Linked DNA regions of Gossypium hirsutum: all the other regions are linked to region 1. The links are chromatin contacts, called in public Hi-C maps. All regions are on one chromosome and are shown on one strand. The core of a region is the stretch at or near the end of the contact, and the rest is flanking DNA. Distances in the headings are between cores, read along the strand shown. Region 1 holds the start of LOC107886521. Region 2 holds the start of LOC107886513 (glyceraldehyde-3-phosphate dehydrogenase, cytosolic). Region 3 holds the start of LOC107886515 (pentatricopeptide repeat-containing protein At3g04130, mitochondrial).

Region 1 (3,554 bases), core at 346-2,845:
AAGCATTAAATCTCTAACGATAGTTAACTGTACATGCCACGTCATGTTTGCACTTCCATTTTGGTTACCCAACTTTTACTTTACTTTCATTTTGATCACCAAAAAAAATCTTTTTTAAGTATTGATTGAGGTAAAAAAAATTCAAGGATTAAAGTGAAAAAAATGTTAGAAACTAAAATAATTCACGAAAATTGTTATCATATTGCTGAATTTTAAAATTTTTTTAATATTGAATTTTAAGTTTTAAAACATCAAAATGAATTGAATAAATTGTTGAAATTTTTTTACCCATTGATAATGTCAACCAATTTGTTACTATGATGTTAAAATTAATTAATTTAATATCCTTTTAAATTTTACAATTTTATTTTATTTTTCTAGACTACCTTACTGAAATTAAATCAAATGATTTATCTTTAAGAATTATCTATAAAACTTAAATTTCTTTTGATTATATAATCTTGATGCTAAGCTAAAAGTAAAGGAAAAATACTTGTAATTAATTTAATTAATTGCTTGTTCTTCGTTTGGGTAAATAAGTGAAGAAAAAATTATGAGTTTTGTTTAGAATGGGAGATAAAATTAAATAATTGTTAGGATTTTTTTATTTTTTTTTTACTTTTAGCTTAGCATGGAAGATTCAAGATCATATAATTAAAAGAAAATTGGGTTTTGTAGACCAAGTGTTAAAGACAATAATTTTCATTGATAATTTTGTAAAATAATTTGAAAACATCAAAATAAATTAAATAAATTATTGAATTTTTTTATCTATTGATAATGTCAGCCGATTTGTTATTATAATTTTGAATATTAATATTTAAAAATTTATATTTCAAAACTCAAATTTAGAATTTTTGGCAACGGGATAAACAAGTACAATTTGATAATTTTTGTGTATTGTTTTAATTTTTATCCTTTTTTCACTTTAATCTTTGAATTTTTTTACTCCAATCAATATTTGAAAAAGATTTTTTTTAAGTGATTAAAATGAAAGTACAAATAGTATAAAGTTAACTGCCGTTAGAGATTTAATGTTTAGTTAAGTTGGCTGACCAAATTGCAAGGATTTTATTTTAAGTGACCAAAATGAAAACGCCTTAAAAATTAGGTAACCAACTAGATAGTTTACCTTTTATTTTAATATCATATATATTTAATGTGTTATTATAATTAATTAATTTGAAACAAATACAATAGTGTGTTCATACATATTTCATACATAGATTATAAATATATAATTTTATAATACTATATTAAAAATGATAATGATTAAATTTATAATTTTAGCAGTTTTTTTTTAAATTTAAACAAAAAATTTTAAACTTTAAGTGAATTTAAGATTACGATAGAAGTCTCATTTATTTATATATTTAAAATTTTATTTATTTTATTATACCTAATAAAATATGTTACACCCTTAATGTTTGATGAAGTATAAAAACCTTCATAAGTGTGCGAGATAAATTTTTATTAAAAATTGTATACTAAATTTTTAACCCACAAATATAATTGAGATGTTTTTTTTTTTTGTGAAATACCATAAGAAAGTGTTCATATAATTGAGATATATGTATATATAAGTTTTTAAATTATTAGTAAGAGAAATGGAGGGTAATGATTTGAAAGAGTGTAGAATGGTTAAGACTATTCCGCGAGTTTAGTTTGACCCAAATTGGTAAAAACTTGCGGATGGGATAAGGAGGTGGATGGAGTAATGGATTGGAGGGGGTATATTCCAGAGATGATTAGGAACAAGAAGTGGCATATTCAGTTGGAACCTTGGAGATGGCAAAGACCGTTAGTTGTTTGTTGACATTGAAAACCCACAGCAAAAACATGCCATTATTTCCCACATTTCGCCTTCCATTCAATTCAAGCAAACCCCTCTCTCTCTTCCCTGCTTTCAAAAAGGATTCATCAAAGTCGCCACCTAATCCGCTCTTTCTTCATTCCTCCTATACATATACCCTTCCCAACATCCCACCTTTGATTTTTCCCCATTTCTTCCTTTTTTTTTCTGAATCTAATTATTGGTTTGGTTTTGTTTTGTTTCATCAATAAGATTTCAATATTGCTCCCCTCCCTTGATAACAAGGAAAGAATCTACATTAAACAAATCAAACCAACAATTAAAATTTGAATGAAATAACAGCTATTGTCTTTCCCAATGTCTTCCTCCTGGTCCTCCATTCTTACCAATTACCCTCTTATTTCTGCTTTTATTGCCTTCGTTATTGCCCAAACCATCAAGTTCTTCACCTCCTGGTACCCCCCTCTCTATTGATTATATATATTTTTACACATTTGTTTTGGCTTCAATGAATCTTAGATCTTTGTTTGTTTCTTTAATGGGTTTCTTTCTTTCTCCACCTTTTCTATTCCAATATTTGACAATCTTTTAAGGAGTTTTTAAATTGGATAATTGTTGTTTTGATGGAACAAAGGGTCTTCATATTTGTTTACTTCATATTTTGATTTGGTTTTTATATCTGGCTTATGTAATTGTAGATAATAACTAATTGATTTCAACTACCAAATATGCCAATGTCGACATTATTATTTTTATATATAGATCTTGGGGGTGTTTCATTGATTTGATCTGGTTCAGGAATACACCCAAAATTCAGCTATATTTTCAGGCATTTATATATATGTGTATATGTATATATCTTCGATTGGGGTTTCTTTGATTTTTCAAGATGTGATTCTGGTCAGCTCTTGCTTGATGCAATTCCTATTCTGTAATGATAGAATATTTTTTTAGTTTTAATGCTTTCTTTTACATTCTTTTCATCACTCATTTGGTAGCATTTTGTTATGAAATAGGGAAGAAAAACTTTGCACAAAGAACCATTTTGGCTACTAATGCAGATAATTGATAGATTACATAGACTTGGGGGTGGCAAGCTTGTGGAGCTGATTAATAGTGTGGCCGTTTTTGCTTTGCTATTTGCACGTGTTATTCTGTACACTTTATAATTAGTTTTGTGGTACAAATGTTAAAGGTTTAAAGTTTTGCAGGTACAAGGAAAAACAATGGGATCTCAAGCAACTAGTGGGATCTGGAGGGATGCCTTCATCCCATTCTTCTACAGTCACCGCTCTTGCTACAGCTATTGGGTTCCAAGAAGGTTTTGGAGGAGCATTATTTGCGACCGCATTAATCTTAGCCTGCATCGTATGTTCTTTTGTTTCTTGTTTTATGGTTGGCTCATAATCTATGTATAAAAGATCAAATTGTGTAGTCTGACATGATTTTAAGATGCTGCTTTCTTCATCCCTGCTGGTGCTAAGCTAGGTTCTCTTCTAATATCGATTTCTGATACCTGAGCAAAATGCATTATGAGTTACGATCATATGAGTAGGTTTCTCGTATCACTGGTACTGCCTACATCGTAGATTGAATTTTGATGTGTTGGATTGATTTGCAGGTAATGTATGATGCAACCGGTGTGAGATTACATGCTGGACGGCAGGCAGAGGTTTGATTCTATTGCTGGTGTTTTCTATTTATATTCTCATTCCATCTCTTCTCCAAAACTCAAGTTTCC
Region 2 (3,554 bases), core at 508-3,007, 220 kb before region 1:
CATCTAAGCTAAAATCAAAGAAAAATGATACTTGCAATTGTTCTTTGATAGGGTAAAGAAGTGATGGAAATAATTATTCATTTTGTTTGGCATGTAAGATAAAATTAATTAATTTAATTAATTGCAATGATTTTCCTTTACTTTTAGCTCAACATAATAACATTGAAGATCTAAATCACATAATAAAAAAAAATTGAGTTCCATAGATAACTAGTTAAAATAAGTTATTTGATTTTATTTTAATTTGAAAATATAAAATAAAATTTTAAAATTGAGAAGGAGATTAAATTAATTAATTTAAATATTATAGAAACAAATTGGCTTACACGTTCAAGGGATAAAAAAAAATTCAACAATTTATAGATTTCGATGTTTTGAAATTTAAAGTTTGAATATTTACAAAAATTATAACTTTTGACATGAGGCAAACAAATACAATATGACAATTTTAATGCTTTATTTTAGTTTTTATCGCCTTTTTTTTAATCTTTAAATTTTTTTTTACCACGATCAATATTTAAGGGATTCCTTTTAGGTGATCAAAATGAAAGTGACTTAGAAGTTGAGTGATTAAAATGAAAGTGGAAACATGATCTGATCATAAATTTAAAGCTTGTGTGACTAAAATGAAAACACCCTAAAAGTTGAGTGACTAATTGGGTGCTTTACCCTAGTTTAAATATGAGTTCGTACGGTCTTTTCGGCTTTGGCCTTAAGGTTGGACTAGTTAAATTGTGCTAAAAAACTAATTGAATCAACAATTGCATCGGTTGAAAAGATTTTTTATTTTAATATTTTTTTAATAACTTATTTGATTAAGTCGATAATATGATAGATTCAATTATCAATTTGGTTGTGAAAATCTTGATTTTGTTTGGTGATAGATGATAAATGACAAAAGGAAAAACAAAATTTTCTTTTATTGAAAATTGGACAAAATACAAAAAAAAGAAAAAGACTATTTCGAAAGTTCCATAATTTTTTCCTAAACGTAAGAACAAGATGATTTCGTGAATATTCTGCCTTAAATTCAAAAATGATGAAAAACATGCGTCAAAATGAAGAAAAAAAAAACCAGACAAAGGTCAGGCAAAGAACATGATGAAAGAAGCTATTTTGGATTTTTTTACACTTACACCCACACAGTTGAATTTTATAACCGAACCTAAATGGAAACAGAAAATACCGTAATTTTCACGCAGAGTGCGGCTCACGTGAGCCAGCTGCCATGCCCAAGCTCTCATTGCCATTGGGCACTGGGCAACTTTTCAAACCTTCTTTTCATTTTTTCTTTTTTGACTCCTCCAAAACCCAACGGCTTTGAGCCGCTGAATGTTCAAAAGGCTGAAAATTCCGATTCCCCTTCTCATTCAGGCAAGTGAAGGCTATCGTCTCCAACACTTTGTCCTTAAGCTTCTACCCTATATAAACAAGTGAAATCAGATCCCATTACTGCGCGTGGACATTCACATTTCTAACTCCTAAATTAAATACAGCGGCTAATACAGTAATACTAGATTCAAGACAAATTTTTGACACTCCCCCCCCCCCTTCTTCCCACAAAAAAAATTAAACACTATATTTTTAATAACTACAAAATAAATAAAAGTATATAGTAAAATGCATTTATTTATGCATAATACACTTTCAATAAAATATTTTTCCCTCATGTAATTAAAAAAATATTAATTTATATTAAATCACTGATGAAGGATTAAATCTACAATTTATCTTTTTCTTTGGGTGACAAAACAACGTTTCTAACTAAAATAAAACAACGGCTACCATCTCCACTTTTCTTTTGCCCCAAGGAAAATTAAACCCCGCTCATCACGTGACACGTCACGCTTCACCTAATTGATTTCTCCATCTCCACCCTTTAAATAACCTCACAATGCCCTTTTCTCTCTGCGCTAAATCTCACTATTAAACCTTCTGCTTAGCTTAAAAAATCTTGAATCTGCACTCTCCTACTTCCCTCGTTATCGTCAATGGGTAATTTACTTAATTTCTTATCTTTTTTTTTTTGTTGCAATTATTTGGTTTTGTTAATATGTTTTTTATTAAATTGAGTTTTCCTAATCGTTCGTTGACTTGATTTAAGCAGCTTCGGACAAGAAGATTAAGATCGGGATTAACGGTAATTATCAGATCTAATAAATTTACTTTGTTAGGGGGAAAATAAGTTAAATCAATGCTTAAAATGTTGAGTAGATGCTAAGCATGGGAAAAATTAAAAATGGTGCAGGATTTGGAAGAATCGGACGTTTAGTTGCCAGAGTTGCTCTTCAGAGGAACGATGTTGAACTCGTCGCCGTTAACGATCCCTTCATTTCCACCGATTACATGGTATTAACATTTTCAAAAAGCTTTGTTTGCCTCTACTTTTATTCCTTTTTTTTTGTATTAATTATATTGGCGGGGAAAATGCAGACATACATGTTCAAATACGACAGCGTTCACGGTCAATGGAAGCACCATGATCTTAAGGTCAAAGACTCTAAAACCCTCCTCTTCGGCGAAAAACCCGTCACTGTTTTCGGAATCAGGTAAATGATAGCCATGGAATCTCATTTCAAAGCTATGTTTATCAGTTTATTCCCCTTTTTTTTTTAAATTGTATTGTTGTGTGGTTTTAGGAACCCTGAGGAGATTCCATGGGCTGAAGCCGGGGCTGAGTTCGTTGTTGAGTCAACTGGAGTGTTCACTGACAAAGACAAGGCTGCTGCTCACTTGAAGGTTTCTCTTCTTTATATATATTTGCTTGAGTCAACTGGGGTGTTCACTGAAATTGAATGGAATTGATTGTTCGTTTTACAGGGTGGTGCTAAGAAAGTTGTGATCTCTGCCCCTAGCAAAGATGCACCCATGTTTGTAATGGGTGTAAACGAGAAAGACTACAAGCCAGAGCTTGACATTGTTTCCAATGCTAGCTGCACTACCAATTGTCTTGCTCCCCTTGCTAAGGTTATCCATGACCGATTTGGAATCGTTGAGGGTCTCATGACTACCGTTCATGCCATTACTGGTAATAAAGCTCTTTACCTTTTATTTAACTAATATTAAAATGGGTTAATGCTCGTATTTAAATAAACAAGTTATTTTGGTCTACAGCAACACAAAAGACCGTCGATGGACCATCAATGAAGGACTGGAGAGGTGGTAGAGCCGCTTCCTTCAACATCATTCCTAGCAGCACCGGTGCTGCCAAGGTATATTTTCAATCTGATTTTGATCAGTTCCTTCTTATTTTGTTATGCTAGTTCTTATATATGTACCCGATGGTATTGAGAATACGTAGGCTGTTGGAAAGGTTCTTCCTGCCCTCAATGGCAAACTGACTGGAATGTCATTCCGAGTTCCTACCGTCGATGTATCAGTCGTGGATCTCACCGTTAGGCTTGAGAAATCTGCATCTTATGATGAGATCAAAGCTGCTATCAGGTAAGTTTTTATCATAATAACATCTTCTGTAGACACCATTGCCTTCCTGCTATATTATTATTAAATATCTCATCCATGATCTCTAATAATTTCAGGGAAGAGTCTGAGGG
Region 3 (3,554 bases), core at 669-3,168, 180 kb before region 1:
AGATTCCATGGGCTGAAGCCGGGGCTGAGTTCGTTGTTGAGTCAACTGGAGTGTTCACTGACAAAGACAAGGCTGCTGCTCACTTGAAGGTTTCTCTTCTTTATATATATTTGCTTGAGTCAACTGGAGTGTTCACTGAAATTGAATGGAATTGATTGTTCGTTTTACAGGGTGGTGCTAAGAAAGTTGTGATCTCTGGCCCTAGCAAAGATGCACCCATGTTTGTAATGGGTGTAAACGAGAAAGACTACAAGCCAGAGCTTGACATTGTTTCCAATGCTAGCAGCACTACCAATTGTCTTGCTCCTCTTGCTAAGGTTATCCATGACCGATTTGGAATCGTTGAGGGTCTCATGACTACCATTCATGCCATTACTGGTAATAAAGCTCTTTACCTTTTATTTAACTAATATCAAAATGGGTTAATGCTCGTATTTAAATAAACAAGTTATTTTGGTCAACAGCAACCCAAAAGAAAGTCGATGGACCGGTGCTGTCAAGGTATATTTTCAATCTGATTCTGATCAGTCCCTTCAACATCATTCCTAGCAGCACCGGTGCTGCCAAGGTATATTTTCAATCTGATTTTGATCAGTTCCTTCTTATTTTGCTATGCTAGTTCTTATATATGTACCCGATGGTATTGTGAATACGTAGGCTGTTGGTAAGGTTCTTCCTGCCCTCAATGGCAAACTAACTGGAATGTCATTCCGAGTTCATACCGTTGATGTATCAGTTGTGGATCTCACCGTTAGGCTTGAGAAATCTGCATCTTATGATGAGATCAAAGCTGCTATCAAGCAAGTTTTATCATAATAACATCATCTGTAGACACCATTGCTTTTCTGCTATATTATTATAAAATATCTCATACATGATCTCTAATGATTTCAGGGAAGAGTCTGAGGGCAAGCTTAAAGGCATTTTGGGTTACGTTGAGGAAGATGTTGTGTCCACTGACTTCGTTGGTGACAGCAGGCAAGTTAAAAACCATTATTTTTATTGTTTGTCAATGATGAGTTTTAGTGTTTGTTGCATTTATTTATAACAATTCCCTGAAATGGAACACAGGTCGAGCATATTTGATGCCAAGGCTGGTATTGCTCTAAACGGGAGCTTTGTGAAGCTTGTTTCCTGGTACGACAACAAATGGGGTTACAGGTAAAGAATGCTTTCCACTTTATTTCCTTTTTTGAAGTCTATGCCCTTTTTGAAATCCTGGTTATTTGATAAAGCTTGTCTTGTTTTTGCAGTTCTCGTGTGATTGATTTGATCGTTCACATGGCATCCACCAAAGCATGTTGACGTTTTTTGAAGGCCAGTGAAGAAGTTGTGTTTCTGGTTTAAAGAATATGAGGTGTTTGAGAGAAGCTTCTTGTTATATGGAATAAAAAACCCAATGATTTTACCCCTTGCATGTTTACATTTCTGCAGTTTTGAAGATGTAGTGAACAAGTTTACCAGTTTGATGTTATGAAGTAAAATGATGTTTATACATCAATCAAATTAGTGCTGTCGTTTTTTTCCCCTTTTAATTGGTGCTATTTGCTTTCAAGTTTACCCAATTGAATGAGAAGGGATATGGGTTTTCGAATGATTCGGGGCAACCCATTCGGTTTTCTCAATTTCATTTCAGTATCGCAGAAACTATGAATTAGATATGAATGTTCATTATAATTGTGAATTTATGAAGTTTTTTCTTTTACGGAAAAATAATTGCGAATTTTAATGATTTAAAAGAATAATATTTTGCAAACAAGTTAAGCGAGAACAATGAGCTTTCCTTAAATTATCAAGGCCCAATTTTGTAGTTGGGTCATAATGTACACTAATAATTGGATGGCTAAGAATGTAGTTTATCCAAAATTTATCAATACTAATTACTATCGAGATACTATCAATATGCAATTACCAAAACTGAGAATGCATATGAAGAGAAAAGTTGGGGCTGATGGCAGCGTTACCGCAAGCCCATGTAACTGCCTCATCCTTTCATTCTCTCAACAGAGTTGGTGATAGGCCCAAAACACACATCTACCCCTCGATAGTACATCTCCCAGTGTCCAGCCTAAGTGATGGATTTCCAACATCCTCCTAAACCTTTTTTTTAATCAGGTACACTATGTTGCATTTTAGTTTCTTATTTTATTTTTCACTTGTATAGCTGCAAATTTAACATTTAATATTTTTCCTATATGTATATATTTATAAAACTATTTAAGATTCAAATCGGCAAAACCCAAATCTCAATTTTAATTATTGAATATAATTGCTAAAAGAATACTTTTTATTTTTTTACGAACCCAGACTTTTGAAAATGATTTTAGATTTTCTATATAATTTTTGGAATCCGAGCAATGTCTTAGCCTTATATTGCATGTTACTCGAGAAGGTTTGTCTCTTTCAATTGTTGATTGCATTTTCTGTGCGCATGATGTTTTTCATGGCTTTGCCACTGGTCATGAGAAAACAACAATATGGATGGAAGATGTTTGATAGAATGCCTAAACCAATATGGAGTTCTTTAATTTCATTTATGCATTGTATTTTTTCTGTCATCAAATTTGTTCACATGTTTGCCGCATCATGGCTGCCTGCATATATGGGTTAACCGAGTAGTTAGCTATGCCAGCATTTCTTACCCAAATTCGGCTTGATACTAAATAAGTAAATAACAAGTGGTTATTGCACTGAATAAAAGAATAAGGGCTTAAGTGGGGAGTTTTCTATAGGTCGAGGTCATATTTTATTATTTTGCTGTTATGGATTATCGATGAACTAAGTAGAAAGGCTAATGCTTTTATTCATTTGGATATGCAGTTGTAAGGACCAAACTGAATTTTATTTTGAGGGCACTTCTCCATGATGTACCCTTTACAGAACTGCCTTAGAAGTATTTGGTTCCTTGTCAAACCATCAATATTATGTTCCCTTTTCCATGCTTCCCATGAAAGTTCCAGTCTTGCTCTGCCAGTGGAATCTTCTCACTACACTGGATCAGGTTCCGGAGCCATAGGACGTTGTGACGTTGACGTTCTCGTAAGTAAAGTTCATGCTGGGACCAGTGAGGATGAAGTCTTTCAGTGTCTCGTGAATGATGGAGAATGTAACTCCATACAGCTTTCCCATGATCTTATTGATAAGTTGCTGCACCGGTTCAGGGATGACTGGAAATCTGCATTGGGTGCTTTTAAATGGGCAGCATCTCGCCCAGACTATAAGCACTCTCATCAGGCATATGATACGATGGTTGATATCCTCGGTAAAATGAAACAAATGGATCGAATGAAGGACTTCTTGGAGGAAATGCGTCAAGGTCACCTTGTTACGCTTAACACGATAACCAAGGTTATGAGAAGGTTTGCTGGTGCAGGGAAATGGGAAAATGCTGTGAGGGTATTTGATGAATTGGAAACTTTCGGATTGAAGAAGAATACAGAGTCAATGAACTTGCTTCTTGACACCCTTTGCAAAGAGAGAAATGTGGAAGAGGCCCGTGAAATTTTCTTGCTGCTTAAGTCACACATCGCACCTGATGCTTACACATTTAATAT

Evidence for each region. A called contact is a pair of places that touch in the nucleus more often than the background predicts.
Region 2: a contact with region 1 is called in a Hi-C map of leaf, with 2.4 times the contacts expected there. The contact joins the promoter of LOC107886513 here to the promoter of LOC107886521 in region 1. A contact is called at or near these places in 2 of 34 Hi-C or Micro-C datasets (both in leaf).
Region 3: a contact with region 1 is called in a Hi-C map of leaf, with 2.5 times the contacts expected there. The contact joins the promoter of LOC107886515 here to the promoter of LOC107886521 in region 1. A contact is called at or near these places in 8 of 34 Hi-C or Micro-C datasets (callus and leaf).

Annotation. Positions count from the first base shown.
Region 1 is chrA03:93,207,863-93,211,416 of Gossypium_hirsutum_v2.1, reverse strand. LOC107886521 reads left to right here and starts at 1,595. Exons shown (of 5, transcript XM_016810510.2): 1 at 1,595-2,268; 2 at 3,025-3,181; 3 at 3,435-3,485. The coding sequence starts at 2,171.
Region 2 is chrA03:93,428,183-93,431,736 of Gossypium_hirsutum_v2.1, reverse strand. It overlaps LOC107886513 (glyceraldehyde-3-phosphate dehydrogenase, cytosolic), which reads left to right and starts at 1,757. Exons shown (of 11, transcript XM_016810498.2): 1 at 1,757-1,995; 2 at 2,108-2,140; 3 at 2,249-2,349; 4 at 2,434-2,549; 5 at 2,640-2,739; 6 at 2,821-3,028; 7 at 3,115-3,212; 8 at 3,302-3,444; 9 at 3,540-3,554. The coding sequence starts at 1,992.
Region 3 is chrA03:93,390,863-93,394,416 of Gossypium_hirsutum_v2.1, reverse strand. LOC107886515 (pentatricopeptide repeat-containing protein At3g04130, mitochondrial) reads left to right here and starts at 1,918. Exons shown (of 3, transcript XM_041098581.1): 1 at 1,918-2,115; 2 at 2,821-3,554. The coding sequence starts at 2,863. It overlaps LOC107886514 (glyceraldehyde-3-phosphate dehydrogenase, cytosolic), which reads left to right. Exons shown (of 12, transcript XM_016810501.2): 6 at 1-89; 7 at 171-378; 8 at 465-568; 9 at 658-800; 10 at 895-978; 11 at 1,072-1,161; 12 at 1,254-1,504. The coding sequence ends at 1,305.